Linked DNA regions of Sus scrofa: region 2 is linked to region 1. A link is a contact called in public HiChIP or PLAC-seq data. All regions are on one chromosome and are shown on one strand. Each heading gives the region's core, a stretch centred on a gene start, on an enhancer-like site or on the middle of the called end of the contact. The rest is flanking DNA. Distances are from core to core; before and after follow the strand shown.

Evidence for each region. HiChIP or PLAC-seq counts read pairs in DNA pulled down with a chosen protein or histone mark.
Region 2: a contact with region 1 is called in an H3K27ac HiChIP or PLAC-seq map of skeletal muscle. The contact joins two enhancer-like sites. A contact is called at or near these places in 2 of 47 Hi-C or Micro-C datasets (epiblast stem cells and fetal skeletal muscle) and 1 of 2 datasets of contacts at active chromatin or transcription factors (skeletal muscle).

What each region holds. Positions count from the first base shown.
Region 1 is chr17:35,379,144-35,383,774 of Sscrofa11.1, reverse strand. The region is part of intron 1 of BCL2L1 (BCL2 like 1); the gene reads left to right. It overlaps LOC106506650 (a long non-coding RNA gene), which reads right to left. Exons shown (of 3, transcript XR_001302085.2): 3 at 2,158-2,556. Among named protein-coding and RNA genes, the nearest start is that of BCL2L1, 33 kb to the left of the region's middle. Within about 2 kb of position 1,799, at least 48 of the 83 cell types and tissues checked have an H3K27ac peak or open chromatin away from gene starts, as enhancers often do. A contact at or near this core is called in skeletal muscle, where this site is marked.
Region 2 is chr17:35,485,914-35,490,544 of Sscrofa11.1, reverse strand. No RefSeq gene overlaps it. Among named protein-coding and RNA genes, the nearest start is that of MYLK2, 12 kb to the left of the region's middle. Within about 2 kb of position 2,399, at least 16 of the 83 cell types and tissues checked have an H3K27ac peak or open chromatin away from gene starts, as enhancers often do. A contact at or near this core is called in skeletal muscle, where this site is marked.

The DNA.
Region 1 (4,631 bases), core at 550-3,049:
TTTAGAATTTTCAATATATTTATGTTTTTAAGAAATGGGTCACTTGATAGGGAAATGTTGATAATAATGACCAGTGAGGTCAAACCAGTGGTGGCTGAAATTGTGGATAGAGTGCATCAGATGTATCCGTGCTTCTTCCAGCTCTAAAAGTCTGCTTTAGTGATTTGAGACCTCAGAGTCTCCCATTCATGAAGAAGGGGAACTTGACTCAGCCTAGAGTGTAAGGGATGCAGAAGGAATGACAAGAGAGGAGTCCCTTGGGGCAGGCTTACCTCTAGGTAATTTGGAAGGACTTGGAAAGTTCTTGAATGCATCCTGGCCTCGTGGCATTGGCTCACTCACTCATTCACTAAGCACTTTCTGCCTGGCAGGCCTGGACACATATGGTGCAGCTCTAATGCCCCTTGCCTCCCAGTAGAAATTGAGCTGTCCTCTTGCCCACCATGGGCCTGGCTGCTCCTCTGTGATCCTGCACATGCCTGGAGGTCAGGTGAGCAAATGGCTTTGCCTGCATGACAGCAGAAATGGTTTTGTCTCTTTCTTCATCCCAACAGTGTCCCCGTAGTTATCAACCTGGAAAAAAATCCTCAAAGGCCTCTTCTCCTGCCTTTTGTAGATGAGAAATAGGGTCAGAGAAGCAAACAACTCCCACAGTCCACATCCAATCCATTAGCAAATCCCTTCAGCTCTACTTTTAAAAATAAAATCTGAATCTGACTCCTCTCCAGCCTGCTGGGCACCATCGTGGATAAGCCACCCTCATATTTCTCCTGGATGGCTGCGTCAGCTCCCCACCACCTCTCACTTCCACCCTTGCCCCGGAGGTCTTCACCCAGCAGCCAGGACTCGATTAAAATCAAAGTCAGATCATGTCCCTCCCCTGCTCAAAACCCCAAGGTGCTCCCATGTCTTTAAATGGCCTTCAAGGCCCTGCACAGCCTGGCCCTTGGCCACTGCCAGAGCCCATCATTCTCCCCTGACTCACTCAGCTTCAGCCACACTGGCATCTTTCCTGTTCCTGGAGTACCCCGAGTTGCACCTGCCCCAGGGCCTGGCACTTATTCCCTCTGCCTTTCCTCAGACCCTTGCAGTGCCTGTTCCCTCCCTTCATTCAGGGTTCTCTCTGATCAGATGTTACCTCCTGAAGGAGCTTTCCCTGACCACGGGTTCTAATTCTGCCCTCTTCCATATTTCTCTCTAACCCCTTTCTCTCATTTAGTTTTCTTTTTAGCACTTATCACCGTCTGACACATTTGTTTGTTGCCTATCTCTTCCTGTTAAATGATAAACTCATGCAGGTAGGACTTTTTGTCTAACTTAATCACTGCTTTATTCCCTAGCACTTAACATGATGCCTGGCATTTAGTGGGCTCTTAATAAAGATTTATGGAACGAATGAGTGTCCAGCACTAAGCAGAGAGTCCTCCTACAACCTCACAGGTCAGCCCACAAAAGGGTCATGGTCTGTCTTAGAAAAGTCAGCTGACCGCTCCGCCAAAGCTACTTGGCATCACTTTTGTTTCCAAGATAATGACCAGTTGGAGGAACTCTTCTGCAAGGACTGGCCTTGCAGAGGCTGGGTTTGGGGAGCAAAGGGGAGGCACAGAGCCGCCATCCGCATACCCCTCTCCTTCCTACCCCTGAGGCACCCAAGGAGCCAAGGGACATGCCTCAGCCCTGTCCTCAAAGTCCTCTCTGATCCAGGGCCCAAGATCCTCAGTAAGTAGTGGGCAGTGGGTGGGTGAAAGGGGAAGGAAGGAAGAGCTTAGTCACGTCCTTCTGCATCTGTCCTGTTGCGCTGGCAGAGTGAACGTGCTGTGGAGTCAGACACCCTCACTCGGTAACCAGAGATCTCAGGCAGAGTCTCCTCCCCTCTCGGAGTCTTCATTTCCTTGTTGGTAAAGTGGGGACAACACCTACTTGCAAGATGTTGAGAATTCAAGCAGGGGCTAAATCAGTATGAGCTGGGGTTTTTTGTTTGTTTGCAGCTATAAATAATAAGAATACAACATGGGAAGGACAGTGGGGCCATTCATTTTTAGCTATAGAAAAATAATGACAGTTCGCGTGTATTGTGCACTCTCTATGGACCATTTCACTCTTGCTGCTAAGCCTGTGGTATAAGGACAGCGTTCTCACTTTATAGACAGGCCTCTGGGCTTGGTGAGATAAAGGGTCTTGTCCCAGGTCCCACAAGTAGGCAGTCACAGAGCTGGGTCGGAGTCCGCACTGGCAGACTCCAGGGGTCAGGAGGTCTTGTGGGGGAGTCCCTTCACCTCCTAGGGTCTTTTTTAGGGTGGGGGTTGAACTAGACATTGCTGTGAACCACAGGTCATGCCACCTCGGGTGGGATGGTGCGTCGCTTCTCGGCCTCCTGCTGGTGAGGGCGGTGGTCGTCTTCTGCAGTTTATTGGTGTGTGGACGCTGACTGTGAACAGCCCCTCCCTCGGAGTCATCGGCTGCAGACTCAGGCTCTCCCGACACCCTCTCAGCATCTTGCTGTTCTACACCTTGAGAGGGCCAGTGGATTCGGGTGGAGATAAAACACGGGGAAGACTGGAAGGAACCAGAATGTAGGAAATGCAGCATGAGGAAGCCTGCAGCTCTTGAGATTTTGGTTACAAGGGTGTGTGTGTGTGTGTGTGTGTGTGTGTGTGCGCGCACACGCGTGCGCGCACATTCATATGAGGGAGGTGGGGGTTGCAGCGATTTCTTCCCATCCCCAAATCCTCCAGAGCTGTTGCCTTCTGCTGTGGAATTCCAAACATTTCCGATCAGATAAAGGTGGCTGAAAATACCCGGGACTTGTCTGGACTAGTTGGAGGCAGTGCTGGGGTGAGGGGTTGAGGCCACTAGGACAGAGCCCTGCAGGTCTGACCCTCTGAGGAGCTAGCCCTGGTCACAGACAAGCCCCATGCCCTTTTCTTTTGGAATCTGCTGGTTTGAGGGCAAGGCTCAGCAGGCTTTGCAGTGGAGGCAACAAGTTCTTCTACTCAAGAATGCTGCCTCTTGCCTTCCACACTAAATTACAGATCTTTTGGATCCCCTGAGAGAATGCAGGTAGTCACTCATCTGCCCGCATGTGAGTTTTTTGGTTTTTTGGTGGTTTTTTTTGTTTGTTTGTTTGTTTGTTTTTGTCTTTTTGCCTTTCCTTGAACCGCTCCCGAGGCATATGGAGGTTCCCAGGCTAGGGGTCGAATCGGAGCTGTAGCCACCAGCCTACACCAGAGCCACAGCAGTGCGGGATCCGAGCAGCATCTGCAGCCTACGCCACAGCTCACCGCAACACTGGATCCTTAACCCACTGAGCAAGGCCAGGGATGGAATCTCCAACCTCATGGTTCCTAGTCGGATTCGTTAACCACTGCGCCACAACGGGAACTCCCCGCGTATGAGTTATTTTCATCCTCCTCACATTGTAGCACTAGTAAGAGCCCTTTGAGATGATCTTCATTTTACAGATGAGGAAAGTCCCAGACTTCCCCAGCATGCTAGACAGCAGGATGGACTCACCCCAAGCAAGCCAGTGACAGAGCTGGGACACGAAATCCTGCTGATGCTCAGTTCATTGCCCTTCTCGTCACAGCAGGCAGCATTGATCAGCACCAGTCCAGGAGTGGGGGCAGCTTTGGATGGGAAGGAGGAGGGAGTGGCTGCCTTGGACCGTGGAGTGCTTGGAGGCATAGACTCCAGAAGGAGACAGAGTTTTAGGGTTGGCAGAGTTGGCTCCAGAGACCAAGGTCCTGATCCTTGTATATTCCTACCATGGTCTGTCTGGCCTGTAGCCTCAACACAATGCAAAAGATGCCTTTCCAGAACTTTCTCATGAGCCTAGGAGAGCTTGATGTCCTGGGAAGTCCTTGCTACCCTGCCTAATCACCTAGTGTCTTAGGGTTTCCTCCTAGTTTTGCCAGGCAGTGAGGATGGGGATGAAGAGAGAAAAAATTGGCCACTTCCCTTCCCACCAGCCAGTCATACTCATCAGCACTTTCTCTGGGCCCAGCCCTCCGCTAGGCCTGGGGGACAGAGCTCATGGTCAAAAATGAGCAGCTCAGAGTACACATTGTGCCTCAGCGGGTTACCAACCCAACTAGTGTCCATGAGGATATGGGTTTGATCCCTGGCCTTGCTCAGTGGGTTAAGGATCTGGCACAGCTGCAAGCTGTAGCATAGGTCACAGGTGCAGCTCAGATCCCACGTTGCTGTGGCCATGGCATAGGCCTCAGCTGCAGCTCTGATTTGACCCCTAGCCTGGGAACTTCCATATGCTGTATGTGTGGCCCAAAAAAAGAGAGAGAGAGAGAAAGAAAAAATGAGCAGCCCAGAAAACTGGTGAGAGAGCTAAAGGAGACTTGGGGAAGGGGGTAGAGCAGGCAGCCTCCTTGAAGAAGTGGCCTGTTAAAGATTAAGACCTAAGAGGTAAGTAGGAGAGAGCTTGGCAGAGGGACCAACATGAGCAAAGGTCCTGCGGCTGAACAGAACGTAGCATGTGAGGAACAAGCAGCCTGGCCCTAGACAAAGCCGAGGAAACCCTGCAGTGACTTGCAAACCAAGGAGAAGGCCCTTAAGACTCAAGCTGAGCCTTAGTCTAATCGTAAGAACAATAGTAATAGATGGCATTTACTTAAAGT
Region 2 (4,631 bases), core at 1,150-3,649, 110 kb before region 1:
CAAATTCTCATCCATGGAACTGGAGGAATGGTCCTTTCCAGAAACATTGTTTTAATTTCTACCAGGAAGACACTGAGACCCAGAAAATGTGACATGTGCAAGGACATAAAACCAGAAGCCACTCTCCCAATCTAGGGTTCAAGCCACTAATTTTTGTGCACCTTCAGAACAAAAAGAGTCTAAGTCCCTTTGACCATAAACATCACAAAAACTGAGTTGCAGCGGAGAGAAACAGAAGAGCAGTAAGACGAGGGGAGACGTCCTTAAACTGCCTCTAGCAGCTGAAGAACCCGCTATTAGCAACCTCACATCGTGGAAAAGCCAAGGATGGGAGGGACTTCCTTGCTGGAGTCTGTCAGAATTCATTGAGCATTCTGTACAGTCTTTAACTGGTTCCAAGGTCAAGAGAAACATCAGAAAATATGTGTGTGTGTCAGAGGACATTATTCAGGGATTAGTCCCCTGGAGTGATGTGGGCTAGATTTCCTCTTCCAGAACAACCCTTGGAAAGTCCTCAAGAGCTAGCACTCTGGTCTCCAGCATAACTTCATTTAAGTTGAAATAGAAATCTAGCCTGCTAGGGGTGCCCTCTTGCAGTGACGGAGCAGCTGACTATAGAAAAATATAAATGTCAAACTAGGACGAATGTGGTTAGGACGAATGTGGTTAGAACAAATTGTCGGGGGAAAAAAGCTGAAAACATTCCAGCTGAAAGAGCCTTATTTATTTTTCTCATTCAGTCACCTCTTTGACGATATGGAAACTGAGGTCCAGAAAAAGGGAGTGCCTTGTTAAAGGTCAGCCGGTGTGCCAGTGCCAGGAGGTGGATTATATTCCCTGCCTCTACTCTTCCCAAGACACACCGCAGCCCAGCTAGAGTTAAGAAAGACAAAGGGCGTTTCCTTTCAAATCTGATCTCCAGGCTCTGAGACAGCCACCCCCCGTGTACGTCTGTCTTAAGATGTAGAATTCCAAGACTTTAAAACGACATACCTAGAATTCTCTCCAGAAAGGCTTTGCTAAATGCCGGTGAACTCTTCTGCTGGGCACCAGTGCCAGTTACACTGACATCAGGTCGGCCAAAGAGAGCTTTCCAGTGTGCAAGTGTGTATGCCAGAATGTCGTCATTGACTATGCTTTTGGGAGGGACTTACATTTTAATAATTTAATTGAATTACAAAGATTGACTAAGTGGTTTGAAACAGCCATTTAAAGTTTAGAGACAGACATAATACATTAGGGGGACAAAGAAATCTGTCCTATAAATAGCCTAGAAAAATCTTTTGCGAAACAAACCTTTTCAATGGGGAGAAGCAAACTCAGAACACAGGAACAATATGCTGCTGTTAGAATTGGTATTTTCAGAGTATGCAACAATACGGGAAAAATATTTGCATTAATACTATGCAAAATGAAAAAAAGGAATACTTTGTATGTCAGAAAAACTCTACACTGTAGAAAAACACACTAAAGTTTTAGGGAGTATGTCAGCGTAAGGCCACTGACTTTTCATCGCTCCTCGCCACTAAGCGTAACAATGCTGCCCCAAACTGCTTTTCCTATTGTATTTTACAACTACTCATTGTTTAGTATTTGACCCACTGAAAACTACATCTCCCACCCTTGCTCCTGAAAGGAGTCCTGAGAATATCACTGGTACCAAAATAAGGTAGGCAACAATTTTTAGCCCATTCATACACCTGCCTGTGAGGTTCTGGGATACCAGTCTCAAACGACATGGGTTTAGGCAGATCAGACAGGCCAAGTTTTTATTTCCTTTCTGTGTCATAAAATTTTAAGAAAAGAAGAGAAGGCAATTGATGCTTTAGGGCTAGGCAGTCTGGTGAAATAATTCTTGACAAAACCTAGTATTTTCCTAAGCCCCTGCAACAATAGTTTCTCGGAGTAAAATGTCAGCATTTGTCAAGCCCTTTCAGGAAGCTGCTGATAACCTTCAGTGCTTAAGAGTCATGCTTTGACGTGAGCCCAGCCTCTTATTCTCTTGCAAGAAAGAGAAGTGCAAATACGATGAGGTATTTCTGGTTTTGACATCCGTAACCTTTGCTACAGAAAGTAGAGTGGGTATGCAGGAATACAAAAAACAAGGAAAAAGTGTTTGTCCCCAGGCTTCTTTTTTATAGCAACTACACTGGCTTTAGCTGGATAACAAATTGTCCTGGAATTCTTGGCATTGGAGCAAACATGTCAGCTCCGTGGTTACGCCTTCGTCACTGCTCAAAGTACTGCACACTTTAACCTTCCTGCTCTTTCCATAGGCCTGGGTTTGTCCCATACCCAGGAAACTTTATATGTTGTCTAAACTGAGCATCCCAGCAGGCTGCAAGGCAGATGGCAGCTCAGGATTCAGAATGTTGACCGACTCCTACCTGGATCCACACCACCAAGCTATAACTCAGCCTGGCTGTGCAGAAATAGGAGCCCGGCCACGTGGCTGACAGCTTTTTTAACTGCTACTCTCAGCAATGAGGAACTTCTCCAGCAGTCAAGATTCAGAAAGGAACTGAAAAGGAAGCATGTCAAGAGCTACCGAAGGGGATATACAGGTCCGACCGGATACTCAAGCCAATAAGCCCCCAAGGCTCAGCTAAGCCAGGGGGAGCTAAAAGACTGGGTATTGCCAAGCTGCCCTCAAGCCCTTGGGACCTCAGGTCATTAGCCCAGGACATCACACAGAGGAACTGGACATCACTACTGGACATCTGCCTTCAGGTCACTAGATTCTCATAAGAAGCTTCATACTTCAGCCAGGCAGAAAGCTAGTACACACCTGAGGTAGCACCTGAACCACATCATTCAATGCAGAACATATGAAAGAGCAAGGAACAGAGTATAAATTATGACATTATTTATGGAAAAACAAAAGGGAGCAGGTGAAGTCATCTCTGCAAGGGAACATACTTGGCAGCACTATCTGGGGTGGGAACTGAACTTGTAGCTTTTGAATTTTGAATGAAGTGCGACACTTACAGAACAAATTAACATTAAAGGAAATGCATAATACTACAATCTCATTGCTATAAAAAAAAGGAAAACGCTGGAGTTCCCATCGTGGCGCAGTGGTTAACAAATCCAACTGGGAACCACGAGGTTGCTGGTTCGATCCCTGGCCTTGCTCAGTGGGCCGAGGATCCGGCATTGCCGTGAACTGTGGTGTAGGTTGCAGAAACGGAGTTCCCTGGTAGCTTAGTGTTGTTGCTGCTGTGGCATAGGTTCAATCCCTGGCCTAGGAACTTCTGCATGCTGCAAGCATGTCCCCCGCCCCAAAGGAACTGCAATCTCACCTCCAAGAATCTCTAAACTCCTGAAGCGTTTTATCTGTCTGTCTCACATTACTCAATTACATCGTATCTCGTGTTACAATTGTGTAAGTCTAGACTTACCTCTATTCAATGCTGGAGCAACTGCCACTGCAGCCTGTCTACTACTCAAGCTCTACTTTCTAAGGACAAAATTCTATGGAAAAGAACTGGTAAGGAATAAAACAGCAGTCAAGATGGCAACAAAGCAATTACATAAGAACAAAATGATCAAAGTAAAAGTGAACGATGACCTTGTATTAATTAATCAGCACAAGACTATTAGTAATGGGAAACTATAACAAGTTAAAACACCAAGGCGTTCCCGTTGTGGCGCAGCAGAAACGAATCCGACTAGGAACCATGAGGTTGCAGGTTCGATCCCTGGCCTCGATCAGTGGGTTGAGGACCTGGTGTTGCTGTGAGCTGTGGTGTAGGTCGCAGACGCGGCTCGGATCTGGTGTTGCTGTGGCTCTGGCGTAGGCTGGCGGCTACAGCTCCAATTTGACCCCTAGCCTGGGAACCTCCATATGTCGTGGGTGTGGCTCTAAAAAGCAAAAAAACAAAAACAAAAACAACCCAACACTAAAAACACAGTCCTTCTCAGGTATTGCAGAAATTCCAACAATCTGCATGTCTGCAGGTGCTAGGAGCTCTGCAACTTGCCAAACAAAGTGTGGCAGCCCGATTTCTCAGAACTCAGTAAATTCCTATTGGAGGGCATGTTCTTTGTTTAGGAAAATTCTGGGGTAGCCTCTGACAATTGAAAGAGAAGCTCCCTCCTGGACAAGGCCTGAAGGGATAAAGAACTTGAATTTCTCTGCAAAAGAAAAGCAAAGATTGAGTTTCAGGAGAAATGGGAGGCTGTACTAGAAAAATGAAGGTCATGTGAAGTGGTGTAGAAAGAAAGAACTGACTAGACAGGTTGTACTGAGAGGTAGACAGCCACTGGGAAACTGAGAGACATTCTGGGAAGTAAGAGACAATGGATGTCTGCATCTCCATTTTAAAAGCTATTTGGTCTAAAGTAACACACTCTCTCTTGCCTCTCAGAGACCACCACGCGTTACCACCCTGACGTGGGTGTGTCTTTAGGCAGTAATCCAGAATGGAGCAAATGGAGTGGACGGACTCCATAGGTCCATAATTCTCAGTACCACTCTTCTAAAAGCCCCAACTTGAGGGCCAGATTTATTCTTCTGCTTGAAACCACCAAAACTAAAAATGGACAAACTATATGAAAAAATGGTCCCAGGTGGTAATATATGAGTAAGAGTCAATTAGTTAGAGAACTGCTGATACATGGGCGGGAGA